Regions from separate parts of the Mus musculus genome. Here all the other regions are linked to region 4. Evidence: chromatin contacts called from public HiChIP or PLAC-seq and Micro-C data. All regions are on one chromosome and are shown on one strand. The core of a region is the stretch at or near the end of the contact, and the rest is flanking DNA. Distances in the headings are between cores, read along the strand shown.

What was found. HiChIP or PLAC-seq counts read pairs in DNA pulled down with a chosen protein or histone mark. A called contact is a pair of places that touch in the nucleus more often than the background predicts.
Region 1: a CTCF HiChIP or PLAC-seq map of the NIH/3T3 cell line shows a contact between it and region 4, with 13 read pairs. The contact joins the promoter of Znhit3 here to the promoter of Usp32 in region 4. A contact is called at or near these places in 13 of 39 promoter capture datasets (the 3T3-L1 cell line, 3T3-L1-derived adipocytes, HPC-7-derived erythroid cells and 9 more), 1 of 15 datasets of contacts at CTCF or cohesin (the NIH/3T3 cell line), 15 of 484 Hi-C or Micro-C datasets (B cells, CD4 T cells, the G1E-ER4 cell line and 8 more), 19 of 115 datasets of contacts at active chromatin or transcription factors (the 230-238 cell line, the NIH/3T3 cell line, the SCID.adh cell line and 13 more) and 4 of 9 other capture datasets (adipose tissue, embryonic stem cells, liver and 1 more).
Region 2: a contact with region 4 is called in a Micro-C map of embryonic stem cells, with 4 times the contacts expected there. The contact joins the promoter of Bcas3 here to the promoter of Usp32 in region 4. A contact is called at or near these places in 2 of 39 promoter capture datasets (cranial neural crest and neural stem cells), 10 of 484 Hi-C or Micro-C datasets (CD4 T cells, CD8 T cells, embryonic stem cells and 2 more), 8 of 115 datasets of contacts at active chromatin or transcription factors (effector CD8 T cells, embryonic stem cells, extraembryonic endoderm stem cells and 2 more) and 3 of 9 other capture datasets (adipose tissue, liver and pancreatic islet).
Region 3: a contact with region 4 is called in an H3K4me3 HiChIP or PLAC-seq map of bone marrow-derived macrophages, with 2.4 times the contacts expected there. The contact joins the enhancer-like site here to the promoter of Usp32 in region 4. A contact is called at or near these places in 4 of 484 Hi-C or Micro-C datasets (erythroblasts, granulocyte-monocyte progenitors, nephron progenitors and 1 more), 4 of 115 datasets of contacts at active chromatin or transcription factors (bone marrow-derived macrophages, embryonic stem cells and fetal liver) and 3 of 9 other capture datasets (adipose tissue, liver and pancreatic islet).

Annotation. Positions count from the first base shown.
Region 1 is chr11:84,914,787-84,921,745 of GRCm38.p6, reverse strand. Znhit3 (zinc finger, HIT type 3) reads left to right here and starts at 5,380. Exons shown (of 5, transcript NM_001005223.3): 1 at 5,380-5,490; 2 at 5,616-5,647. The coding sequence starts at 5,405.
Region 2 is chr11:85,349,970-85,356,554 of GRCm38.p6, reverse strand. It overlaps Bcas3 (breast carcinoma amplified sequence 3), which reads right to left and starts at 3,391. Exons shown (of 24, transcript NM_001166643.1): 1 at 3,322-3,391; 2 at 1,580-1,667. The coding sequence starts at 1,662.
Region 3 is chr11:85,001,808-85,009,129 of GRCm38.p6, reverse strand. Usp32 (ubiquitin specific peptidase 32) reads left to right here. Exons shown (of 34, transcript NM_001029934.1): 28 at 2,051-2,137; 29 at 3,202-3,322. Among named protein-coding and RNA genes, the nearest start is that of Car4, 48 kb to the right of the region's middle. Within about 2 kb of position 5,404, at least 52 of the 459 cell types and tissues checked have an H3K27ac peak or open chromatin away from gene starts, as enhancers often do. A contact at or near this core is called in bone marrow-derived macrophages and erythroblasts, where this site is marked.
Region 4 is chr11:85,137,369-85,144,563 of GRCm38.p6, reverse strand. It overlaps Usp32 (ubiquitin specific peptidase 32), which reads left to right and starts at 4,609. Exons shown (of 34, transcript NM_001029934.1): 1 at 4,609-4,853. The coding sequence starts at 4,796. It also overlaps a transcript of 1700125H20Rik not described here.

The DNA of each region.
Region 1 (6,959 bases), core at 4,131-6,630, 220 kb after region 4:
GGAAGTCAGAAGAGGATATCAGATTTTTTGGAACTGGAGTTACAGATGATTGTGAGCTGCCGTGTGGGTGCTGGGAACTGAACTCAGGTCCTCTGCAAGAGCAGCCAATGCTCTTAACCACTAGGCCACATCTCCAGCCCCACTCACTACATTTCCTTCTTTTCTTTTCTTTTCTTTTCTTTTCTTTTCTTTTCTTTTCTTTTCTTTTCCTTTCCTTCTCTCTCTCTCTCTCTCTCTCTCTCTCTCTCTCTCTCTCTCTCTCTTTCTTTTTCTTTCTTTCTTTTTTTTTTTTTTGATTTTTCAAGACAGGGTTTCTCTGTATAGCCCTGGCTGTCCTGGAACTCACTCTGTAGACCAGGCTGGCCTCGAACTCAGAAATCCGCCTGCTTCTGCCTCCCAAGTGCTGAGATTAAAGGCGTGTGCCACCACTGCCGGACCTCACTATATTTCTTAAGTCATTGAGCTTCCTACAGCTTGATGCTCACTCCCATCTATGAGCAATCACTGCTGGGATCCAGCGGAAAGCTGTCTGTTTCCACGAAATCCTGCTCATTTTTATGAGCTGTCTCATTTCCACAGAAATTCATGGCTATTTTTGTAAACTACCTCAGCCCATAGAGTACTTGCAAAATCGCACTGTTACCAAATGAACTATAAATGGGTTAAGCGGTATTAGCATTCATTTCAAAGCTGGATGTGGTGGCATATACTTCATCTCAGCACTTGGAGACAGGGTTTTGTTGGAGACAGGCTCTCTCTGTAATTCTGGCTGGGCTGAAATTCCCAGGACACAGAAGACCATGAGTTCAAGAGCATATAGCAAGACTGTAAGGAAGAACAAACAAACAAACAAACAAACAAACAAATCCAGAGTTAACAGGAATAAAAGCTGTCTTCCCTAAAAAAGTATCAAAGCCCTTGCTTACAAATCTCAGCTGAGATGAATACCAGGGACATTGGGTGTATAAAGGGACCGGGTTTAGCTAGTAGGGGGCAGATGCAAATTACTATAAAATTCAGAGCAATGTGGATTAGCAAGCATGTGGAATAAAGAATATGTGTGCTTACTGTTGCCTGACAGGAAACATTTCTCCGAAGAAGGGAAACATTTACTGGGAGTTACGGGAGGGTCAGAAATGTACTGCCCCAATGAGGAAATAGAGAATTCCAGGAAGATGAACGGAGGGTAGGAAAGGAAGAGCCAGGCACAAGCAGGAGTGTTTGACTGGGAAGCTGGGTGCTCAGGAGGAGGAGGTCAGAGGACTGGCCAGCATGTCTGATAGCTTTATCACAGGGTCAGCGTATCAGCCGAGCACTAACACAGCTGGAGTTTGGTTCTTAGCCCTCCAAAAACAAGAGACCTAGTTTGGACAGCAAATTAAATGCTCCTAGTGGCCGCTGCAGAGAAACCCTCAATCTATCAACTACTTTGCAGAGGAACGGAAAAGGAAATGATGGTTGCTTGACGATTAGAGTTTGTACACTGTGTTTCCACCCGCCCTTGTGATTGCAACCTGAATTTTACCAGGTTCCCTCTGACCCATTCCCATGGTAGTTTCCAGTCCCATGGATGAGTCAGTGAATTAGGTTCTGTAAAAAGTTGCCAAACAGAATCCCGGAGCTTTAAGCAAGGGCAGACAGGACCGGCCTAAACCTACTCTGGAAATTTCTCAGAGTACAATGGTCCATCCCTTTTGCTGTGAATTTTCAGGAACGTTGGGGCTGCTTGCAATACACAACCTTGATGTGGTAGTATGTGCCTGTGATCCCAGCATTCAGGATGTTGGGGCAGGAGGATCAGAAGTTCGAGACTCCCCTCAGCAAGCTCACAGTTGTCTGTTTGATTATTGTGTGTGGAGGGGAGGCACACATGGAGGAGTCAGGGGATAGTAACTGACCAGAGTCAGTTCTCTCTTACCGGGAGGGATCTTCAGGCTTGGCACCTGTACCTGCTGAGCCATTTCTGGAGCCTACGCTTTCCCGTGTGGGATGGAAATGAATGTGAACAGGTGAGATCGTGGAAATAGTCTCCCGGGGCCCAATGGTACCTGTTTTCCAGTGTCATTCAGTGCTTGCACGGGATGGATATTTTAGAGTAGCAGAATGGACCTGGAATGGGGCAAAGCACAGTCCTATATATTTTTTAAAGTTAATTTATTTATGTAAATGAGGACTGTCTGCATATACACCTGAAGGCCAGAAGAGGGCGCCAGGTCTCTTTATAGATGGTCATGAGCCACCATGTGCCAATGCTCTTAACCGCTGAGCCATCCCACAGGTCTCCAAGCCTTATTAACCCCAGGCCTCTAGTAAGAGCATAGGTGCTACATGTGAGGAGAGTGTACCCTGAGATGGAGTCTTCAGTATCCCAGGCAAACTTTCCATGGAGCCTTGAATTCTCCATCCTCCTCCCTCCACCTCCCATTCTGGGATTACAGCCATGCTCACCATGTTAGACTTCTGCATTGCCGAGGCTTGAACCCAAAACTTCCTGCATGTTTAGCCAACGAACCTACATTCCTTTCCTCTGTCCCTCCCACCCCAAGAACAGATAAATATTCTGATTCAGTGGTTCTCAACCTTCCTAAGTCTGGGACCCTTTAATACTGTTCTTCATGTTGTGCTGACCCCCAACCATAACATTATTTCAGTTGCTACTTCATAACTGTAATTTTGTTATGAATTGTAAGGTCAATCTCTGTTTTCTGATGGTCTTAGGAAACTCCTGTGAAAGGGTCACGAGTCCACAGGTTGAGAAACTCTGCTCTAGGCTAGTAACCCCAAAGTTCCCAGAGCACAGCTAGATTCTCATTAGGCTAACATAGGTGGTCAGCTTCCAGGTGGACTGCCACTATCCTGGAGTTTACATGAGCTCCTAGCTAAGAGGCACTGAGAGCTGGCCCTGGAGAGCCTTTAGCATTTAGAGCCCGAGGTTGGCGACTGTCCTGCTTTTTCCCAGGAGACTCTCTTTTCATCGCTTCACGGTTTAGTTACTACTCTAGCTTTTTTTTCTAAGCTGCCAGCAGCTTAATCTACAGCATAAAGTGGGGTGTGTGCTGGGCTCTAAGAGTAGTCGCTACACCGATCCAACGGCGGCCTGCAGCGCCCTCTGGCGGTGCCTGTTGCTGGCATGCAACACTGCGAGAGTCTCTGGAGGCTCACAGGCGCCTGACTGCCAGTAGCTAGGTACCTGAGTTCTGAAACCTTTCTTTGCTGTCTCGCTTCTTTCCAAGGATTTTCACTGCTCTTCAGGCTCTTGCGGAGGAGTACGCGGCATCTAAGATGGGTTTAACTGGAGTTCATAGAAAGCCAGGATGCTCCCATTGGAACCTCAAGTGTGGTCAACTGGATAACGAGTCTGGATTCACAGTGTCCTCGGTATTCCCCCACCTGGTCCCCCTCACACTTCCTTTCCTGTCCTGGACATTGAAGAAAGTCTGACAGTGATCCCTGAAGCTAGGGACCTCCAGAATAGAGGGAGCAGCATCTCCACCACAGGAAGTGTGTGTAGGAGAGATTCTCGGTTTCAGCCATTACATACAAACACACAATACAAATCCGGGTGGTCTGTGACAGTTTATACCCTTGCCACACAGGACACAGATTCAAATGTGATCATGGATGAGTTGTTGGCCTTCTCTGGTTGTCCCATTTTAATTTGGACCTTCTGGAAACCAAAGGTCACATCTCTGTTGAAGACTAGGAACGAAAAGGGTTATTGGGTCAGTGTGAATTTGTATTGGATTCTAAGCAAGCTCTTGACGGGCTGACGGGAGCAAAGAGAGAGCCAAAGGGGCCTTCTGATTTAGCGGAAGGACAGTGTTTTGGGCCTGGAGAGCCTTCCAGCGGTCCCATGATACTAAAGAAGGACTCTTACTCATTTCCCATCCTTTCTACCGAGTCAGACCAAATTGTCAGTAGCAGAGATCCAGGAGATTAGACTCCTTCCGAGTATCATGGAAATAACCCTTTTGCCAGCTACAGGTTAAAAAATATATATGTATGATTTCCATTTGTCTTTCAATAGCTCAAGAATTTAGGTCTGGACATCCACTTTAATTGATAAAAGGGCTCAGGTAGCAACCAAGCCCTCTAAGACACTCAAAGAGTGGGAGTCAGGGCTCCAGGCACTGCCTAGTTTGCAGCAGCTCCATCTCAGCAGGCACAGATGCTCATGCGCACACTTATTAACAGGGACCCTAGAGCAGGGCTGGTGGAAACAGAGGCAGGCCGGCTCTGTGAGTTCAAGCTCAGCCTGGTATACAGCATGAGTTCCAGGACAGCCAGGGTTACACAAAGAAACCCTGTCTTAAAAACAAAAACAAAAACAAAAACAAACAAACAAATCAACAAAGGACCCTAGAGCCTGAATGGGCCACATAGATGAGGAGGAGGCATTTGGGAGAGGAACATGATTTAAGGTCCTGGAAGCTGGAGTTTAGGTTAGACCAAATTCAGAGCTTCAGAGAGGAGCAAGTTTCTTAAAGAAAACAGGATTCCAAGTAGGGCCTGGTGACACACCCTGCAACAGGGTCTCAGACCTTAACACAACTGACTCCACGATTTTGTCTATAACTAAAGTCTATAGTAGCCTTCAAGGTTAGTCATAGCCCATCTATTCTGACTCATTAGCCTGGATTCCTTTAGCCTAGCCACTGATCTGCTCTGCAGTCAGTCAACTCCACCATGGCTTGTAGTGGCATGAAGCACAAGAAAACCTACAGGCTCATTTTCAGAGTCGTGCAAATGCACGGCTTGACACTAAAATTCCAGTCTCTTCCTTAGTCCTTTCCCCATTCTGTTTTCACTTCAAGCCTTGTGCTCCTAGGGAAGAGACCGTCTTCCAATCATCCCCAGTGTCTGGACATTGTAGAACTCACAGTCGGGGTTCAACAAGCATTTGTCAGCAGCTCAGCCTCAAATGTCTTTTGGGCTGGGAGAAGTGGCTTAGCAGTAAGGACCGCTAGATGCTGTTACAGAGTTTGAGTCTTAACATTCACAGTAGGAAGTTCAAACCCGCCTATCTCTAGCTCCATTGGATCTGATATCTTTTTCTGGTCTCTCTTGGGGCAGGGACATCATTTACCCCGGCACAGGCGCACACGTATACAGTTTTTTTTTTTTTTTAATGTCTTTGATTAGGCATGGTGGTGCACACTTGTGATGTCAGTGTCAGGGATGCAGAGGCAGAAAAATCCTGAGTTCCGTGGCCTGATCTAATCAGAGGAAAAAAATCCTTGACGCAGCAGCTCTAAATGCACATCTACTGTATCGACACTCTACAGGTGAGGCCTAGAATAGAGAACAGGATCAATCCATTGCTTCTGACTGCCAATGAGTGCGGAGCGCTGTGATTGGCCCTTGTTTAGGTAAAAGAGTGAGCGCGGGTGTCTTCTGGGAAGTCATGGCGTCGCTGAATTGTAGGACTGCGGTCTGTGTGGTCTGTTTGGAGAAGCCGAAATACCGTTGCCCGACTTGCCGCGTGCCCTAGTGAGCCAGAGCGGGTAGTGGGTTCGGAGGGAGGCCGGGCTGCGGGCGGCGGCTGCGGGCAAGGGGTACGTGCTGCGGCCGCTCGTGCTGATCGTGCTGACCTGAGCCTGTCTGTCTCATTACAGCTGTTCGGTCCCCTGTTTTCAGAAGCACAAAGGTAAGACCCCGGGACACCGTCGCAGCCCTTGCTCCTTCTTTGTACCGTACAGGCCCCATGCCCCCAGGAACCCGAAGCGGGAGGATTCCCGCCAGTTCAAAGCCAGCCTGACTACAGACTGAGACCCTGTCTCAAATAATCCAAAGCAAGTCAGCTGCTTTCTTGGGAAAAGTCTTAGCTATTTATTCATCTTGACATTCTAGTGTAGCCCCTCACTATCGCAGAAACTGCCTTGGCTGAGGTCAATTAGCCAGCAATGGTTGTCTTTAAAATATGGTTGTTTATTATTTACAATAGGAGAAATTTTCTTTTTCTGTGTGTGGTATTTTGAGACAGGTTCTCCTCCTCCTCCTCTTTTTTTTTTTTTCCGAGGCAGGGTTTCTCTATGTAGCTCTGGCTGTCCTGGGACTCACTCTGTAGACCAGGCTGGCCTCGAACTCAGAAATCCGCCTGCCTCTGCCTCCCGAGTGCTGGGATTAAAGGCGTGAGCCACCACGCCCGGCTGGTTCTTTTTCTTCTTTCATTTTCCTTCTTTCTTTGTTTGCTTTTCAATAAAGGGTTTCTGGCTGCCTTCGAACTCGCTCTGTAGACCGGGCTGGCTTCAAATTCATAGCGATCTGCCTGCCTCTTGCCTCCCAAGTGCTGTTTTATTTTGTGCTGAGAAAGAGTATCTCAGATTCACTATATATTCCTTTTTTTGTTTTGTTTTTGTTTTTGTTTGTTTTTCGAGACAGGGTTTCTCTGTGTAGCCCTGGCTGTCCTGGAACTCACTTTGTAGACCAGGCTGGCCTCGAACTCAGAGATCTGCCTGCCTCTGCCTCGCGAGTGCTGGGATTAAAGGCGTACACCACCACGCCTGGCTGAACTATATATTCTATACTCCTCCCAGACTCACAATCCCCATGCCTTAGTTTCCTAATGCTGGGATTAAAGGCACAAGCCACCACGGCCCAGCTGAGACTGGCTCTTTTTTTTTTTTTTTTATGTAGTTCAGGCTGGCCTATCTATCATGATCATGCTTTGTCATCCTCAAATGCTAGGATTATAGGAGCCACCAGAACTGGTTAAAATAAGTTCCTGACCTATTGAGAATGGAGCTGGAGCGATGGCTCGGCTGTTAAGAGCTTCTTGTTGCTTTCCCAGAGGTTCTGAGTTTGGTTTTCAGCACCTGCCTACTATAGGCAACTTGTAGGTCCATTCCCAGGGGCTCTGACTCCCCTTCAGGGGCTCTGACTCCCTCTTCTGGCCTCTGTAAACACTGCATACATGTAGCACATTCTCCCTCTGTCTCTGCTGTTTTCTCCCACCCCAG
Region 2 (6,585 bases), core at 2,142-4,641, 210 kb before region 4:
GCTGCATGGCTCAGACTGGCCTGGAACTCATTCTCTCTAGTCCAAGATGTCCTCAAACTCACTACACAGCCTCCCAAGTACTAGGACTACAGGTCTGAGCCACTCTCCCTTGCTTGCTAAGATAATTTTGAAACACACAAGATATGACCTGCATTTGTAACCTCAGCTCTATGGATGCAGAAGACAGATACCTAGTGTGAGTTTGAAGACACTGTGGACTATATCCTAAAACAGTTAAAACGTAAAAGCCAGATGAGCATAATAGCCCACGCCTTTAACCTCAGGACTCAGGAGGCAAGAGGCAGGGGCATCACTGCCAGCATGGTCTACATAGAGTTCTAGGACAGTCAGAGCTACATAGTGAGATGCTGCCTTGAAAAACACAAGATGAACAAATAACAACAAAAAGTCAGAAGGCACAGCACATGTCAGTAATCCGAGCACCTGGAAGGCCAAGCCAGGACAGCCACTGGTTCAAGGACAGCCTGGGATAAGTCATTGTCAGGTCAGCTAGGACCACACAGAAAACACCTCTCAAAAAAAAAAAAAAAAAGCCGGGCGTGGTAGTGCACGCCTTTAATCCCAGCATTCGGGAGGCAGAGGCAGGCAGATTTCTGTGGATTTCGAGGCCAGCCTGGTCTACAAAGTGAGTTTCAGGACAGCCAGGGCTATGCAGAGAAACCCTGTCTGGAAAAAACAAGAAAAAAAGGTTGGACATGGCAATGTATGTTTTTAATCCCAGCAATTGGAGGTAGGGATCTTGAGACCAGCCTGGTCAATATAGTGTGTTTCAGACTAGCCAGAGCTACATAGAAAGAACCTGTCTCAAAAAAAAAAAAAAAAAAAAAAAAAAACCTGGGAGTGAACCTGGGAGTGGGGATTGGCAGCACATATTTGGAATCTCAGCTTTGAATGATGGAGGCAGGATCTGTTCTGCTATATAACAATTGTTAAAACAAATAGGAACTTGTCTCAAAATCCCAAAGAAAAAGCAGTTTGCCTGTTTCTTATATTATTCTATTGTCTTTGCTGAGTCCAAGTATCCAAATTCTAGCCTTTAAAGATGAACTCAAAATGTAAACCTTCTTTTAAGTTTTTTAAATTATACTATTTTTTATTTATTTATCTACTTATTTAGTGGTGCATGGGGGGGGGGGTATGGGCCATGAACTTGGAATTGGTCCCCTCCTCCTAACCTGTGGGACCCAGGGATCAAACTCAGCCCCTCAGGCTTACGGCAAGCTCAGCCCCACTGAGAGTGTTCCCTTCTTGTGAAGCCTTGTTACTACTACTATAGCCTTCCAAATACACAAAAAGTGCAAAGTGTTTACAGAAGCAACCACTATCCGAATGGACACTCTGGGAGTTTTGGAGGAGAGTCTGCTTGTTTTCAGACAGGGTTTCTTTATGTAGTCCCAGCGGGCCTAGAACTTGTTTTGTAGACCAAGCAGGCCTCAAACTCAGAGATCTGCTTCTGGCTCCGAAGTGCTGGGACTAAAGACATGTGCTACTACCACCCAGCTCAAACAGATATTCTGAGTGGGAACTGTTTTCTAGAATACTGCTTTCTTCAGCTTACGTGACGGCCTGAGGGCGGACCACGACTCCGCCAGTACAACGACTGGGTCTCCGAGGAGAATCTGTAGCCATTGTTTCATTCATGAGACCTGTTTCCAGAGAAAAGAAAAGTGTCAGAAGGAGAGGTGTACGATTATTCATTAAATATCCCTTTGCCAAACTGTGACAAACCATGAATTTTCCCAGAAACTTGTGGCCTAGATCTCTCAGAGACCTGCCAGCCCAACTGATAGGATTATAGGTGTGTACCCACCACACCCAGGAAGTTACTTTTCTTTTTTTAAGATAGGGTCTTACCCAGGAATTGAGGCTGACCTTGAACTATGCAGTATCTGAAAGTCAAGACAGTTCAGTCTTTGGCAGAATCTTCCTATAATTTATAACTAGGAGGAAAAGAGACAGAGAACTAAATGGGAACTATATAACACAGGATCACTTAGAAAAACAAATATAGGGCTGAAGAGATGGTTCAGGGGTTAAGAGCACTGACTGCTCTTCCACAGGTCCTGAGTTCAATTCCCAGCAACCACATGGTGGCTCACAACCATCTGTAATGGGTTATGAAGCGCTCTTCTGGTATATCTGAAGACAGCGACAGTGTACTTACATATATAAAAATAAATAAATCTTTAAAAAAAGAAAAATAAAGAAATGCAAATATAAAGCTCAGTGGGACATAACATACCAGCAGTTCCAGTTCCCAGGAGGCTGAGGCAAGGAAATTGCCTTGAGTTCAAGGGCAATGTAAGCCTGAGATTCTTAGTATTTTATTTTTAAAAATATAATAATAATAATAATAATAATAATAATTTAAAAAGCTGGTCACAGGTGGTGATGCATATGCATGCCTGAGAGGCAGAGGCAGGAGGATCAGGAGTTCAAAGTCAACCTTAAGGGCACAGCCATATAAAGACCAGATGGCCCATGTGAGCCTCAGAACAAATACACGTAACAGGATACCACTCTGCCTTCAGATAAATCTGTTGAGGACAGATAAAACTGTGTAGCCACATTTAAATAATATTTTAACCTCCAGCTATTGTAACGTAATCACCAGCGTGTAAACAAATTTGGAATATAAACTCGTATAATATAAGGAGCCTCTGGATTTTCCCACAGTCTAAGTAAGTCCCAGACCTTGACTATCTAATGAGTTTCTGAATCATAGAGGTGGTTTGGAGAGTACAGAGTCTGCTTCATTATGGTTAAAGGGGGACTGGCAACAGAACTAAAGATGTCTTACAAGGCTCAGGAAAGCCCACAGCCTAAAAGCATCACTTTTAAGAAGGGTTCACTGTACCACCTCATTTGAAAAACCCCAAACTGTTGATCCCCACATTCCTATACAACCCAAACAACCCATTGTCCCAACTAGTCCAGCTACCCCTTTCTTAGGCAGTACCTTTCACCAGACCCCTCAGTACTCTCATCTTCATTCCACCCTCTATTACCCGAACCAGTCTCCCCACCTCTGTCCTTTAAAGGCCTTGTCACTTGAGAACAGCTCCTCGAAAGCCCCTCGGGCCCCACTCTCCCCAAAGTCACGGGAACAACACTCCACACTTCACCTCCAAAGCCCTACCACCACTGCCCCCGGCCGCCCTCTGGCCTCTTGCCCAGCTCTCCTCCAGTTTCAGCACCTTTCCCCGTCAACTGGGGCTGGTCAAGCCCTGTTTCCTCATGCTGCCTGTCCCTTTCCCTCTCCAAACCTCCCCTAAGCCAAAGACCCGCCAGCCCTCTCACCGGCCGCTCCGCCGGTAAACGCTGTTCTCCAGCTTCAGGCTCACTGTTTGGAGTCTCCCTCGTGATTGACGGCTAGCACTTCCTACCACGCCTCGGCGGAACCACCGCATCAGCCAATCCCAGGAGCAAACTGGCCCCGGCGCGGCACCGCCCTTGGAGGTCAGCTTCGCCAACCAGCGAGTAGGAAAGAGGCGGACCCGCCTTCAGAATCCATCCAATCCGCTGGGGCTGGAGGGAAAACACAACAGTATGGAAGTTCGGGTGAAGCGGGTGGGTCAGGTTCGGTTGTGAATGCAGGCGGCAGGGGAGAAAAGGCAGGCGTGTCTGCGGGCCTGGAAGAGGCACCTTGGTGGATTTTCTGTTTTAAGGAAACGCTACATGCACCAAATACCTGCGGACCTCAGCCAGAAGTCTCCAGCGAGGAGCCCGAAGCCAGGTATACTGGTGTGTTTACATCGAATTCTCGCGACAGCTGATTTGAAGCTAAAAGCACGTGGACGTGGCAGCTGCCAATCACTTTTACCTGACCACTCAGGCTGCCCGAGCCCGCCCTCCACCCCGCCCGCGGCGCTGTGTTTACCTTCCGGGAGTCTAGGCTGGCAGTCCGTGTTCAGTCCCCTGCTGAGTACGTCTTGCTCTGAATAAGGGGGCCTGTAAGAAATTTTGTTGGAGTCCTTAATGGTTACTGTCATAGGAATGGATGTTCGTGAACATCTGGAAATGGAGAGGCCCCAGACTTTGGAAGGGGGAACTTGTTGCACAATATAGGGATCCATAGAGAGTCTAAGAAGACTACCTGGGGCTTTGCAAGATGGCATTGGATACGTCTTAAGGGTTCATGGAGTCTCAAGTAGTCGTAGGCCGGGAGCTCTTGCTTAAAGAAACCCACAATCACACTCCTAGCTTTCCCATATATCTTTCCCCTGAGCACCTAGTAACCTGTACCAAAATCTCTTTTTATGGGATTCCAGTAACACATGCACTATATTCCCTATATTCCCAGCACTGGTGTACATAACAAGTTCTAAGCCAGTCCAGTGCCACCAAGTTTGAAAACACTGTCCCTTCCAAAAAATCTTTTTTAATAAGATATAATTCTTTTAAAAATAATAAACGGGCCTGGAATTTGGACATGATGCTCCTGCCTAGATGTGGACTAGGCGGCTAGGTATGACCAACAAGGAATTCGTAAAAGTACCTTTGCCTATCATACAGGTTAAAGTAGACTTTTTAGGCATGTCATCAGTGTCAAGAGTTAGCTGGAGGTCGTGGTCAAGGCCAAAAAAACTCATTTCCATGGCCATATGTCTTAGTTAGGGTTTCTATTGCTGTGACGAAACACCAAGACCAAAAGAAACTCGCTGGCTGGGCAATGGTGGGGCACTCCGAACTCCGAGCACTTGGGAGGCAGAGGAAGGCAGATTTCTGAGTTCGAGGCCAGCCTGGTCTACAGAGTGAGTTCCAGGACAGCCAGAGCTACACAGAGAAACCCTGTCTCGAAAAAATAAACAAACAAAAAACTTGTTGAAGAAAGGCTTTATTTGACATACAGATCCTAAGTCCACTGAGGGAAGCCAAGACAGAAATTTAAACCAGGCAGAAACCTTGAGACAGGAGCTGTAAAAAGGCCTAGAAAAAGTACTGCTTACTGGCTTACTACTCATGGCTTGCCCTGCCTGATTTTTTATAGACTCCAGGACCACCACTCCAGATACAGCACTATCCACCATGGCCTCAATCACTAATTAAAATGCCCTACAGGCCCGCCTAAGAGCCAGATCTTATCTTGTGGAAGCATTTTTTTTTCAACTGAGGTTACCTCCCCAAAAATGACCATATCATTCACCCAAATGATAAGGGACGTTTTTCCTTATTGAGCTCTTCATAGCTTAGAATCAAAAGAAGAGGGAATGAGTGGGAATGTTTATGAATAAGAACATTACTTCTATCCATCTCCAACTTGCAGTGTGGACATGGATCCAAGGTAGACATACAGTCCAGTGGCTACGAACATTCCTGACTTAAATGTCTTAGTGGACCGCAGTAGCAACAGGAAAGGATTTTTTTTTTCCTCTTCTGATTCTCTCAGACTAGGCAAGTTGTCTCTGGATGAGGCTCTAGGGTTTCCTGAGATAGGCAGAAAATGGGCAGATGCTGTAGCCATGTGATGAACTGATACAGCTGTCTTCTAGTTTTAACCCTTTGTGGTCTCAAAACCTCCTCTCAGGGCTTGTGAGATGGTTCAGCAGGTAGAGGTCCTTGCTGCCAAGCCTGACTATCCGAGGTCACTCCCCAGAACTTACATGGAAAAAGAAATTAAGTTGTCCTCTGATCCCACCCCCAAACATGTAACATAGCATCCCCCACACACACCCAAAAATGCATAGTGATTTTAAAAAATTAAAGGCCTCCTCTTAGTCGTTATTAGCAGATGAAAAAAAAAACCTATGTTCAGGGCCATTCTTCCCTACATAGGGGATTCAAGACAATCTCTGCTATACAAGGAAGGCCTTAATATACATAACTATATATGAATGAAAAAGGCAATCATGTGCTTGTAGCAGACATAAGGAAAGGAACATGAGCCTAAACGGTGCTCAGGACTCCTGCAAAGGAAAATCTTTTCCAAATGAAGATTGTGTCACTTTTTAGTTATTCTCAGGTCTCCCTGAACACAGAACTTGAGGGGAATGGAGTGTGTGTGTGTGTGTGTGTGTCTGTGTCTGTGTGTATATACAGAAGGGGAGTGCTGGGGAAAGATCAATACTCAGAGCTGGGAACAGAGGTACAAGCTAGAGAAGGATAGTGGTGGAGAGGCTATAGTGGTGGAGAGGCTAGGTGTTGAACCCTGGGTTATGCAGGTTGGAAGCCAGCCTGGGCTACATGAGGTTCAATCTGAATAAACAAACGTCATAGCTTAGTCTTGGTAGTTCACTTGTATTTAACCACTGCACTTAGGTTGAGGCCTGAGTGAATCTGATGTCACAGTCAGATCCTCAGTGAATTTAAAGCCAGCCTGTGACATCTGGTGAGACAGTACCTCAAAAAAATAAAAGGGAAGGGAAATCCTAGAATACTCACTCTTCATTTGCTTTGGTATCTGCTTTTATCACCAATCTGAGGTAACACCCATTAGCATTGTCCTGTGATAGATAATGGTTGTTTCAAGTAATCAACTTTGGTTCCTCCCAGTGAGCATGGTGACCTCACTAAAGGGCTGAGGATGAACTTGAACCCCTGACCTTATCTCACCCCCCCCCATAG
Region 3 (7,322 bases), core at 4,155-6,654, 140 kb after region 4:
TGAAATGAGCTCATAAAGGGGCAGGAATCAGATTAAACAGATAGCTGTTATGCATGTGGGAAGTGAATTTAAATGAATTTAAATGTCCTTTAAATGAATTTAATTGTCCTCTGATACAGGTGTCACCAACAAGTAGATATATAAAGTCCTAAGATGAGGGACTATTGATTAAGAGAGTAAATGTTAGATAGAAAAAAAAAGTCCAAGACAATTCCTGAAGCATTTCAGCATTAGAAGTTAAGAGAGGAAAGAAAAGGAAGCATCCAGTAATGTCTGATCAATCAAGACTAAATGGTGAACACCTTTAATCCCAACATTCAAGAGGCAGAAGCAGAAGGATCTGCCTGGTCCACACAGATAGTTCAGAGCGAGCTGGAGCTACATAGAGAGACCCTGTCTCAAAAAAAGCAATCAAAGGGAGTAAATGGTTAACCAAAAATAAATAAATGAATGAATGAATGAATGAATAAATAAATAAATAAATAAATAAGCAATTGTTTGAAGTCAGAGAGACTAAATAAGACAAGAGTGAACACTGCCCACTGTGTTACTCCCACAAAACAAGAGTAAAGACCACCAACCCAAAAATATTGAATTGAGTTATACAAGCTTTATTTTCTGTCGGACAGGGTTATCTCTCTAAGATGGAATTCTCCTGTGGCATCAAACACAGGAGAATGTGGTGTGTATATTAACACTAAAACTGAAAGACTGGGTGTTTTCAAGGGTTGGGAGATTTCAAGAGGAATTTTGGTTATATAGGAAATTAGCTGAACATTTCAAAATTATTTGGCAGAACATCTGCCTATCTCTGCCGCTCAAGTGCTGGGCTTAAATTAAAGACATGTGCCATCATACATCTGAATGGCTTTACTCTTCAAAAGTATCCATAAGAAAATAGGGACAGAAAACAACAGAGAAACAGGATCTAGGGGAGTTGAAGGGCTTTCCCTACAAATACCTGTGCTAGTCAGAGTTGAAAGGGAAGGCTTACTTTGGCTCATACTTCTCAGTTTTTAGTCCATGATCAGTGGCCTTGATGCTTTGCACCTCCTGTAGTATATCTTGATGGGGAATATGCAGTTGAGTAACCTGCTTACTTCAGTGTGGCCAAGAAACAGGAGGTTAAAAAGGGACCAAGATCCCAACCAATATCCACTTCAGGATGTGTAACCCAACTTGTTTCTCTAGGCCTAGACTCCTAAAGGTTCCTTTGCTGCTCAATAGTGCTGCAGTCTGGGAACCAGGCCTTTAATATATGGTCCATTAAGGGACTTTGAAAACATCTCTCATGAAGCTAAGCCTAGTGGCTCATTCTCATGATTCCAGATGTTCCCAGGCTGAGGCAGTAGGATAACAGTCTCTAGTAGTAGACTTTCTCTACTGCTGTGAGTTTGCAGCTAGCCTGGGCAACTTAGTGTGCCCTATCTCCAGATAAAAATGGAAGAAAATCTAAAGATAAAGCTCAGTGATGTGGTGCCAGCCTAGCAGGCACAGTAGCCTGGGTATAATCCCTACCGCTGAAAACTATAGACAACTGTGACAGGAGGGATAGGGTTATCTTAGCTTAATATCTGCTTTGTCCTCTGTTAGGGTGCTCTTTGATCATTTTTTATTCCTTTCTTTGGATGCCTTGGTTTGCTGCTCACTTGCTTTGAATGTGCTAGTAGTCATTTGGGTTATACAGAAAGAGCTCCTGTGCCAGACACTCGGGAGGTAGAGCAAGTGGAACTCTGTGAATTGGAGACAGCCTGGTCTACAGAGCAAGTTCCAGGACAGCCAGGGCTGTACAGAGAAGCTTGAATAACAAAACAAAATAAACAAAAAAAGAAATAGAACTATCAAAGACTTCTGGGTGGGTTGAGGATGTAACTCAGTTGGGAAAGAACTTGTCTGGCATATAAAAGACCTAGGATTCACTCTGTGACATGACTTAACCCAGGTGTAGTGTTGCACACCTGTAATCTCAGCAGGGGCACACTGACTGCTGTGGAAGGTGAATCTTCCTCAGAATAACGCTTCTTAGACTTTGGTGTGTTTCTTCTTACAGTGATGACAGCATGGGCTATCAATATCCATTCACTCTCCGAGTTGTGCAGAAAGATGGAAACTCCTGTGCCTGGTGTCCATGGTATAGGTAAAGTCACCTGTAAAACCAGTCTCACAGAGTCAATTTCAAACATAATACTTTTTTATAAAATTCCTTGATTTAGAATGTAATCATGAATAATAAGAAACTTGATATAAACATGAGAATTGTCCATCTCTTCTTTGTGAAATCCAGAGTACAAGTTTGTTTTTCAGGCATGTAATTTTACAGGTTACATTCCACTCCAAATTCATAACCCATAATAAGTGTTTGTATTCTAAATTTTGTTTTTTGAGTTTTGGGTTTTATGTTTTTTGAGTTTTTTTGTCCTTTTTAAATAGAGTCTCATTTGTGTTGCTAGGCTGATCTCAATATCCAGTGCTCAGCCTCCTCAGACTGAAGCATTGTGGCTTCAGTCATATATACATGTCTATTATTAGTCCAAAAATTCTTTCTAAGCCAATAGAACATAATCTGTTCACTAACCTGGCTGGTAATCTTTCCTGAGGTTTTACAAGTCTTTGATGGGTCATTGCTGGGACAGATTCTAAAGTTAGACTTCGACAAATTTTGAAGCCAAGAGACATTGAAGAATATTTCTAATTGAGAACATCTTAATTCCTTAGGGACAGTATCTGATAGTAATGAAGTCAGATTTTAGGAAGCTGTAATAGACATAACAATAAACGAAGTGTGGTAGCCATTAGAGCCGTGACTATGTCTTGTCCTTGTACCTGCCTCTGTAAATTTGTATACATATCTACTTAAGGTGCTATTTTATAACAGATAAGCATTGTTAGATCTCTCATCTTACAACATTATAGAAATGAATTTATAGTTTCTTTTGAGTCAGTTTATATTAAATACCAGTTAGTTTCTGTATCATTTTACTTGCCATAAAACTCGTATCTTTCTATATATTAACAACTGTTAAGTGCTTTATAAAACCAAAGACTTGACGTTATAAACATGATTCCTGAAATTCTTAACTTAATGTTACTACATCTGTCAGATTCCAAAGCTAGAATTTGACAAATTATGAAGCCAAGAGACATTGAAGAACATCTTAATTCCTTATTATTTATTCCTCTGTGAATGCTTTCCCCTTTTAGATTTTGCAGAGGCTGTAAAATCGATTGTGGAGAAGACAGAGCTTTCATTGGAAATGCCTGTATTGCTGTGGATTGGGACCCTACAGCCCTTCACCTCCGCTATCAAACATCACAGGAAAGAGTGAGTGCTGGGGGTGGCCATAGGGTGGTGGGTAATGTTCCCCAGTTTAACTGTATCATAACAAACTAAAGTCAGAAATACAGCTAGCTACATTCTCTGTGGTACTTAATATACTGACATTTTTGCTTGGCTCTCTGCCCCCCAACTTCTAGAATCAATTGTATTAGGGTATTAAGTATAGAAATATTAATAACAAATCTTGGAACAAAACAGTGTTATTAAGTTTATGGGTGGTGCTAAAGAAATGGCTCAACAGGAACACTTCTACTCTTGGAGAAGACCTGGGTTTGGTTCCCAGTACCACATGCCAAATAATAGCAGGGTTTGCAACTCCTGTTCCAGATGGTCCAGAACACTCTGCTGCCTTCTACGGGCACTGCATTCACACTGTATGCCAACCAGACCAATACACATAAACAAATCTTTTTTAAAAAATTAAGATTTTTAAAGGAAGTTTCAGAAGCTAGAGAGATGGCTCAGCAGTTAAGAGTATTTGCAGCACTCACAGAGGTCCTGGGTTCAGTTTCGGCACACACATCAGATGGTTTACATCCCCTTTGCAACCCCAGCTTCAGTGAACCCAGCTTCAGAGGCTTTTATGGCCTCTGTGCAGATATGCACACCGAGAAATACACATAACACATAAATAAATAATTTTAAATATCAATATCTTTTTAGAGTATTAGGTAAGGCATATCTGTAATTCCACTGGGCATGAGCAGACCTCTATATTAAAATCCCCAGCATCTAAAAAGAAAAGGAAAACCCAAAAAGAATTTAGTGGAGATGTACACAAAATCAAAGGGGTTTCTAATGGATTGTACTGAGTTTATTATATGCCTCTTAACTTGTCAGAAATTTATTTATAAAAAGTATTTCTTTAGGTAAGTCAGTAATAGTAACTGATTTTTCTGGCTCTTTATTTTAATATATTTATTTATTATTATTTGGTGGGACATATATATGTAGATGTCAGAGAACAACTTGAGAGAACATCTTTTTCCTGCCATGTAAGTCTCAGAATCAAATAATTTCTGAGCCATCTCACCAGCTTTAATTTATGCTGCTTTGGAATGGGAGGACTACCAGTACTAGCCTGCTTCCTTGTTTAGATCCCCAAATTTACCACTGCAAACCCAGATCTTTGTACCCAAGAGTGGATGTACTGTGGATTTGTTTTTGTTTTTGTTTTTTGAAGCAGGGTGTGTGTGTGTGTGTGTGTGTGTGTGTGTGTGTGTGTGTGTGTTGGTGGGTGGGTGGCTCTGGCTGTCCTGGAACTCATTCTGTAGACCAGACTAGCTTTGATATCAGCGATTCACATGCTTCTGCCTCCTGAGTGCAGGGATTAAAGGAATGTACCACCACTGCCTGGCATACCACGTACTCTTACCAAACGGTCACTATGCTCAGCTGGGAGAAGTAGTATACCCCTATAATCCTAGCACTCAAGAGGTTGAAGCAGAAGGATCAGGAGTTCAAAGCCTAGATTGAATGCACAGCAAGTTCAAGGCCAGTCAGTGTTACATAAAATCTTGTCTCAAAACAGGGAAAGAGGAAGAAAGATATTAGGCTAAAAGCTAAGGAAAATGTGAAAAGATATAGGTCAGGCTCACTGTAGCAAGGCATTTCAGAAACTTTAGCCATGCTTTTTTAAAATATTTATTTATTTATTTATTTATTTATTTATTTATTTATTTATTATATGTAAATACACTGTAGCTGTCTCCAGACACTCCAGAAGTGGGCATCAGATTTCCTGACAGATGGTTGTGAGCCACCATGTGGTTGCTGGGATTTGAACTCAGGATCTTTGGAAGAGCAGTCGGCGCTCTTAACCACTGAGCCATCTCACCAGCCCGCCATGCTTTTTTTGAAGATGGAAAATTTCAGCAATGGACAGATTTACAAGTTTCTGTCATCACAAATTATAACAAGACATTATCCCGACAAGGATCCTATCAAAGATAGATTATTTAGCCATCTGTACTACTTCCCCTTTTTAACAAGCCTGTTGTGCAAGCTGAGAGGCTGTGGAGGACATCACTTAGAGGAAGCGCCTACATGCAACCTGTCACTCTCACCCACTTCCACTTTCAATGATACAACACAGTGGGAACTCTGGAGCTATTGAGATTTCTCATCTTACTGGGGAATGGAAACATGACTAATCTGGGTTCTTACTAAATGTGGTTCCTGCCCCAGCTTAGAAGGTCATGTAAGAGTGTACTACACAATTGGGGTTATTACTCACTTGCATTACTTTTTTTATTTCAGTGGTTTCCCATCTAGGAATTTTCCTTGGGAAATAATATTCTTTTCGCTATGTAGCATCATTTAAAATGGTAAATAATTAGAAATGTGTTTATTCCATATTAGAAGTATGGTTAAATAAAGTATAATGTATTCTTTATGTAAATTATTATGTAGTCACTGAAAATGATTATTGATTTTTTACTACGAAACAAGATACCAGTTTTCTAATTTTGTAAAACATTTTTAATATTATTTATTGATAATTTCATAGATATATTAAATGTATTTTGATCACATCCCCCCTCAACTCTCCTCTTTCAAGCTCCTCAAAACTTCCTACAACAGGTCTCTTTCTCTCAACTTTGTGTTCTCTTTTTTTAATCTTTCTATGTATTTAGATGTTTTGCCTACATCTATGTCTGTGCATCACTGTGTTCCTGGTACTCACAGAGTCCAGAAGTTCCTTGGAACTCAAGTTAAAACAATTTTGAGCTGCCATTGGTTCCTGGGAATTGAACACCAGATCCTCTTAAAGGAGCAGTCAATGCTCTAACCTTTTGAACCATCTCTCCAGCCCCACTTTTTAAGTGTGTGTGTGTGTGAGAGAGAGACAGAGACAGAGACAGAGAGAGACAGAGAGAGAGAGACAGAACAAAGCTCAGGAATTGGTTTTCTCCTTCTATAGTGTGGGTTCTGGGAATTGAACAGACTTGTCAGTGCTTTTACCCACACATACCAAGTTTTATGGGTAAGGTTTTGGGTGTTTTTGTTGTTTAGCATCAAGTGGTTTGTTTGTTTGTTTGTTTGTTTGACTAGTTGTCTGGTTTTTTTGAGATAGGGTTTCTCTGTGTAGCCTTAGGTGTCCTGAAATTCACATAGACCAGGCTAGCCTCGGACTCACAGTGCTAGGATTAAAGACACCACACCTAACAGAAAGCTACAGGTTTAGAACCTGCACTCCAGACTGCTGAGAATCATTTGGGCTTTTTAACACCCAATAGTATGGACTGAGGATGTAATGTAGTTTGTTGAGTGCTTGCCTTGTATGTATGAAGCCCTAGCTTTGACCCCTAGCACTAAATATCAGGCATAATGACAAATGCCTATAATCCCAGCACTTGGGAGGCAGAGGCAGGCCTGGTCTACAGAGTAAGTTCCAGGACAGCCAGGGCTACACAGAGAAACCCTGTCTCGAAAAACAAAACAAAACCAAAGATTGATTGAAGGCTTGTGCCACCATGCTGGGTCAATATCTTCATGGTGGTTTCCTTTCTTAAGGATATAGGGCCATGAATTAGTCAGCAGATAAGGGTACTGAACAGCCAAGCCTGACAGCCCAAGTTCAATCCCCAGAACCCACATGGTAGAAAGGAGACAACTGATTCCCGCAGATTGTCCTCTGACGGCCACATATACTGTGGCCAAAAAGACAGATAAATAAAACAAGGAAATTTGTTTTAGAAGAATATGAAAGACCAGGCAGAGTTTTGTACACTTTTAATGCCAGAACTAGAGAGGCAGAGACAGGCAGATCTTGATCTACAGAGAAAGTTCTAGGCCAACCAGAACTATACAATATGATTCTGTCTCAAAAAATTTTTAAATTTTAATTAATATTTATATTGCTTATATATTTTACATATGGGGTTGTAAAGGTGGCTCGGTAGTTAAGAGCATTTACTGCTATTTCAAAGGACCCAGGTGGCTCACAGCCATTTGTAACTCCAACTCTAGGAGATTCAAACAC
Region 4 (7,195 bases), core at 3,360-5,859:
CTAGCTTTTAAGAATCTATTTAGAGGAAAATACTAGGATGGATTGGGTTTTGGATATTAATTATTGTATCAAGCAATACTATAAAAAATTCACCTATTATGTAACTTAATTTCCTAAGTCCTTTAAAGATTCTAGTAATTTTTGTCTTTATTTCCACTGGAGTTACCTTTTTGTAAATGGGAACATATCTCAGCTTTTTTTTTTTTTTTTGGTTTTTCGAGACAGGGTTTCTCTGTGTAGCCCTGGCTGTCCTGGAACTCACTTTGTAGACCAGGCTGGCCTCGAACTCAGAAGTCCGCCTGCCTCTGCCTCCCAAGTGCTGGGATTAAAGGTATGTGCCACCGCACCTGGCATATCTCAGCTTTTTTTATGTGTATGTGTGTGCCAAGTGTAGGTGCTAGTGGAGGCTAGAAGGCACCAAATTCCCTGGAGGTGGAGTTACATAGGTGGTGGAAACTGAACTCAGATCCTCTGGAGAGCAGGAAGTGCTCTTAAACATGAAGCCATCTTTTGTGGTTTGATAATTTGTTCATTATTATGTCCTTGAGTGTCAGGTTAATTGTTTTTGTTGTTTTTGAGACAAGTTCTTACACAGCACAGACAGGCCTAGAACTGAATATGTAGCTAAAGATAACCTTGAATTCCCGATCCTTCTACCCGGTGCCACCATGTGCTAAATGACAATGGGATTTTACAAGTGTAGGCCACACACTCCACAGCACAATAGTTACTGATAAAGATTCAGAGCCTAGGAAGGAAAGATAATTAGAAAAACAAAATACATGCACTGGCATTTTATGCACGTTTAAAAGAATTACAATTTAAAAAGAACAAGGATCATTGTACAGAAAAAGTCTGATACAGGAATGGATGAAATAACCGCCTCTGCAGTTCAGAATGTAGACTACAGAGGTTGTATATAAGACTATAATGTTATATACAGGGAAAATATGGTGTGTGCAGTCATGAGCAACGCCTACCTTTAGGGAGTAAGACTCAGTGAAGCAGTGCAGTTTACACTGTAGACACTTGAATACCAAGTTGTTTTTGGGGCCGGGCGGTGGTGGCGCATGTCTTTAATCCCAGCACTTGGGAGGCAGAGGCAGGCGGATTTTTGAGTTCGAGGCCAGCTTGGTCTACAAAGTGAGTTAAAAAAAGTTGTTTTTGGAGACAAGGTCTCATCATTTAGCATCATTTACATGGCTGGCCTGGAACTTGGAATTTCGCATACCTTAGCCTCTTGAGTGCTTGGGTTAAAGGTGTGTTCTACTGTACTCAGCAGAAAATATCTTGAAATGTATTATCTGCATAAAATAGTTGATGTACTGCAAATACAATTATAATACAAGTGTTTTCATCTTTAGGCTATGTAAACTATAAGGTAAGAAGTCCATAATACTGAAAAATCAATTCACTTACTGGATAGTCAAGACTTCATAGGGCACTGGCCTCTCTGGCAGTCAAGTTACTCATAGATCAGGTTGATCTACCCTTCTTTATTATATTGGCTTATCTCTATTGTAGCTATGGTTTTTTGGCAAGTACTACAATGACTCTGACCTCTTCTTATGTCATTCTCCAGGAATAAAAACTAAAGAACATTGTCATTTACGTTGCCCTCTCATAAGCACAAATGACACACTAATCTCTCATGCTTTAAATATTTGTATGGATAACCTTTTCACAGGCATGTAATTACAGCTAAAGGAATGGTTTCCTAAGTACAACTTAATGCTTAAAGTGAGGTAGCTGGCTAACTCTTCAATGGATTAAGTGAAATTGAACAAACTAAATGATTAATAGAATTCCTTCAGCATGACAGGAAGACTATATTTTCTGCATCATCAAACATAAGTATTGTATCAATTTTAAGTTATAGGGAGACGGTTAACATTTGACTACATGATGTGATACAAACCAGAGGCGGGTTCTTATCCCAGTTTAACATTTAAAATTCTCATCAGACATAACTATTCTCCCTGCTTTCTTTAATAATGTGTAATAATGGAATGAAACATTTTTATGATCTTCGGGACAAGCTAGGCCTGTATTCCAAGAATAAAATCTTTTTAAAATATACATTGTGTTTTAAGACAGGACATTGTTATGTATATGCAACTGGCCTTGAACTTTGTGATTCTCTTGCCTCTATGGCCCAGGTACTGGAATTATAGGTGCAAGCAGACACTCCCAGGAAAGGACAAAGTCTTGAAAGTTTTACGCATTACTTTAAACTTGATTAAGTTTTAATCTAGTCTTCCCAGATGTTTTTGTGGCAATTAACTCTTAATTCAAATTCTAACAAAAGTCCCAGCTTTCGAGTGGGGTAGTGCCACAAGGGGAGAAAATAATTTGCTCTGAACTAATTCAACTGTGCAGTTTTACAGCCAGACCCGTGCTTAGTAAAGTGAGAGCATCTTAATGTACTATTTGATAAGGCGGCAACGCATACTGTATCTTGCATCTGAACTCGTAAGGATTTTTGCTCCTCACAGCTGAAAGCTTTAGTTTCCCTTCAAAATAATCTATTTCAGAATTCATACTGTATAGGATGACTGTTTTGTCTGAGGCTACACTGAACGGATCACATGGAAATGAAAGGGTTTGGATTATATCCTCAACTTCCTGATCCATGGGCTTTTAGTACTACAACTAATCTCAGGTCTTACTGAGTGCCTCAGAGAACTGGAAAAGGCAGTGTTGTGACTAAGGCTACCACGCTGGAGATCTGGTCCACCAGGAAAGTAGAGAAACACTTTTCGCTGGCAGGGCATGTGACTATCAGTCGGCTTCAGGAACTGAAATCATTTTTTGCCGGGCCTAAATGATCTAATTGGCACCTCCAGTCTCCTCAGATCAAACAGCTATTGTTTTCAATGTTTCCTTATTGAGAAGCTTCATGGCATGACTTTCTTTTTTTTTTTTTTTTTTCTGTTTTCTTTTGCCAGTATTTATTTTTATTTTTATTTTTTTTTCCATTTTTTATTAGGTATTTAACTCATTTACATTTCCAATGCTATACCAAAAGTCCCCCATATCCACCCACCCAATGGCATGACTTTCATGGTGAAGACAGATACACATCAGAGTGAAAATGAAATGGGAACCAGGTGTGGGGCATAGGCTTCCAACATCTGGAGGCAGAGACAGGAGGACTGCCACAAGTCCCAGTCCAGGCAACTGCTAGAACTTGTCTCACTGGTTCCCCCACCCAGAAAAAGGAAATGGAAAAACATTCCATTGTGTTTATACACCACATTTTGTTTACTAACTTATGACATTTATTTTTAACGTTTTGACTATTGTATATACTATAAATGCTGAGTGCATAAATAGCTGTTCACACATCCCTTTAAAGACATACTTCGGGACTATATACTGAGAAGTGGAATTGCTGAACCACATGCCTGATATGCTACAACACAATGAGCCATGTTAAGTGAAATAAGCCAGTCACAGGAGAAATGTAGTTGCCTTGATGAACCAACATTACTGTTGAAAGTTTCAGTTCTCTACTAGATCAAGTAGTCCTGAAGATAAACTAAGACTGAATAACGATGTAAATGTTAATGCTACTAAATTCACACACACACACTATATACATATGTATTATACATAAAATATATGTATTTTAAAGCAAGCTACTCAGTTTTGAACTGTCTCATTTTTAGAGGGCAAGTGTTTGGTTGAAGCATGAAGGTGGCAGGGCTGGGTGTGGTGTTTCTTGTAGAACCAGTACATGGGAAACTGAGGCACGCGAATCTACAAGTTCGAGGACAGCCTGGGTTACAAAGCAGAACCCTGCGTCAGAAACAAACACCCAAAACAAAACATCTAATGCGGCTTAAAAAAATTGGGGGAGGGAGGCAACAGGTTCAGAGGGAAAAATGGACCAACATAGTGGCTTGGGCCTCTGAAAGAAAAGCTAAGGCAGCCGCGTTTGGAGAATGGGAAGGCGTAGAAAGTAAAATACTGCGACAAGGTCCACTGCCCTGTCCTGAGGCTCCATCTCTAGAAGGAAAAAGAGGTATCTTCTCAGAGAAGCCGTGAGTCTCATCTTCCACTTCTGCCAACATCCCCCGAACGTTAGGGGTCCCCCGCCTGCCCGCTCCTTTTGTCGCCCGCACCGCTTTCCTCAGACCCCCCCTGCTCCCTAACATTCCCCTAGTCTTCCAAGGTGGGTCGCGGCCACCGCAGCACCAACCGTCATCGCTCCGGCCCCGCCCGTCGAACGCCAGAACGTGGGGGGCGGGAAGACCCGTCCTCGGGCGCCCCGGAAGTCACTGCCCTCTTGGCCAGCTGAGCGCCGCGGCGGGATTCGAGGCCTAGGATTGGCAGGAAGATAGGGATGACGTGCTACGTGTGGCGAGGCCGCCCCGCCCCCCCTGCGCGCTCTTAGCGTGGGGTGGGGCGGAGCGTGGCCCCCCGGCGGCCATTACCCGGAACCGTCCCGGGCCTTGGGTCAGGTGACCCGCGGCGGTGCTGGCGGGAGGGCGGGGTGGGGGCGGAAGGGAGGAGAGGAGGAGTGAGGCGAGACGCGAAGGGAGGAGAGAGAGGAGAAGGGCGGAGTAGGAGGGAGGGGAAGGGGGCGGGGTGGGAGCGGGTCACGTGACTCGGCATGGAGGCGGCGGCGGCGGCCGGGAGGAGTCGCTGGGGCAGAAGCCGCACTTGTTAGTGTTGGGGGAGGAGGGGGCCGGGGACGCCGACACCGTCAGCCGGCGACGCCGCGAAGGAGGCGGGAGGGGGGTGGGGGCGAAAGCAGGCTCCGACCCCCGGCCGAGGGGATGAGGGGAGCATGGGCGCCAAGGAGTCACGGATCGGATTCCTCAGCTACGAGGAGGCGCTGAGGAGAGGTGAGGGGGAGGGGTCGAGTGAGCTGCGGGGAGGCCAGCGCGGAGCGCCCAGGGGTGGGTGGCCGGAGGGAGAGGAGGCTGGGGCGTGGGGTGCCTGGCGAAGGACCCGGGAGGCCAGCCGTGGGAATATCGAGGGCAGGGAGGTGGAAGGGGAAGCGGGGTGTGGGAATTGGGGCACTAGGGGAGGGGGCGAAGCTTTGGCAGTGACGGGGGTACCGGGCGCTGGCTGGCCATTGCCGGTGCACTCGGTTGGCGTTGTTATCTTGTTTAGGTGCAGGGAAGCCCTGACCATCGGTTCTTGGGTGGCTCAACCCTTCCAGGCCCCCTCATCCTTCAGTGCCATTTTCTCATATCACTCTTTCATTTAAAAAAAAAAAAAAAAGCCTCCGACAACATCCTAATCTGGTTTCTAACAGCATTGGCTGGAGGAGAAGACAGGGCGTTCTGTTTTGCTCCTGGAAGTCCTTTTCTATTAGGGAGCCTCTGGTTTTCCCAGGGTCTTTGCCTCTCTGTTGAGGGCGATGACTATCCTTCCATTTACTCCTGCCATCCTTCACCCTTTGAGCGGTTGACTTTGATTAAGAACGACCTGAAAGTGAAGTTGTGTTTAAGGTGAGAACAGATTAGACAGCTGATGTTCATAAGACCTTGTCTTAGGTTTCCTCTCCTCGGACATTGATCAGACGGTTTTAGTACACTTGATTCCCAGTTCTTACCCCCTCGCTCCCTTAAAATGGCATTCGGAAACCCAGCATTGTGATACTGTATTACAGCTCCCTTCAGAGACTGGCCTTGCTGTCAACGGCTGCTGCTCTTGGCTCTGATTCACACTGTGTTGTTAATAGCCCCCAACCCCCTACCACTTACTCTGATACGATTGTCAGTGTAAAGCTCGTGCTAACTGGAAGTGTCTTGCACAGTTTATGGCCGGAATGTGACTTAATTTTTCATGACTGAGATTTGAGAGTGTGTCTGTGTGGTGCTTGTAGTTCTCTTTGATGTTTAATGGATTTTCTTGGTAAGAAGTGAAAAACATTAAGCAGATTAGTGGCCAGACATTATTGTTAACAGATTTCTAAGACCAAAATAAATAAATAAATAAATAAATAAGTAAATTCAGTCATGCGCCAGGTGTTTTTAGTAGCTTGGGATAGAAACTTAAAATATGATGAAAAAGACATTTTAAAGTGAGGATTTAGAAATGAGATCTAGTTCATATACAAAGAGAAATAAGTTCATTGGACCCACAACCTAATAAACAGAAAATAAGATACAGAATTGTAGCTGCATCAATTTTGGGGCTGAGCAGAATAGCGAAAATACACCTTTTAGTGGTTCTTCCTTACCATATCTGCATGATGATTATTCTTTTTTTTTTTTGTTTTGTTTTGTTTTGTTTTTTCGAGACAGGGTTTCTCTGTGTAGCCCTGGCTGTCCTGGAACTCACTTTGTAGACCAGGCTGGCCTCGAACTCAGAAATCCACCTGCCTCTGCCCCCCCAAGTGCTGGGATTAAAGGCGTGCACCTCCACCGCCCGGCTGCATGATGATTATTCTTAAGTACAATCTTACTTGAACTTTTTCTCTCTGTTTCAGTATGAGAAATATTCCAAATTCTTGATTTATTTCCAACCCTAGTAGACCAGTCACTTCCTGAATTCTGTTGAGCTTGACAGGTCTGGGGGCAATTAGTCTATGGCTTACATGGCATGAAATAGGGCACAGTCAAATGATTTACAGCTGTTCAGAAGTGTTCCTTAAGTTTAAGGGTGTGAATACCAGTGATATACCTGGCGTTAAGAAATTCTAAAATTAAACTTTTATTCCAGCTCTTGTTGATTTACTTTATATCAAATTAAGATTGTGTATTTTGTTTTTTTGAGACAGGGTTTCTCTATGTAGGCCTGACTGTCTGAACATCATTTTGTAGATCATGCTGGCCTTAAACTCAGAGATTCACCTGCCTCTTCCTCCCAAGTGCAGGATAAAAAGCATTCAGCACCATGCCTTGCAAGACTGTACATTTTAAAATATAAATGGAATCAATACATTTAAAAATGATCTGGTGAAAGGTTTTTGTTTAACGTGTTATGAAATGTGCCCGTGAAATTTTAAAATGCATATTTGAAGAAGTATCAAGGTATGAATTAAAGTCTTAGTTGTTTGAATGGGTTTGTTTTTGTCAGGTTTTTTTTGTTGTTGTTGTTTTTTCGAGACAGGGTTTCTCTGTGTAGCCCTGGCTGTCCTGGAACTCACTCTGTAGACCAGGCTGGCCTTGAACTCAGAGATCCGCCTGCCTCTGTTTTTGTCAGTTTTGCTGCAGGGAAATTAAACCAAAGAGGA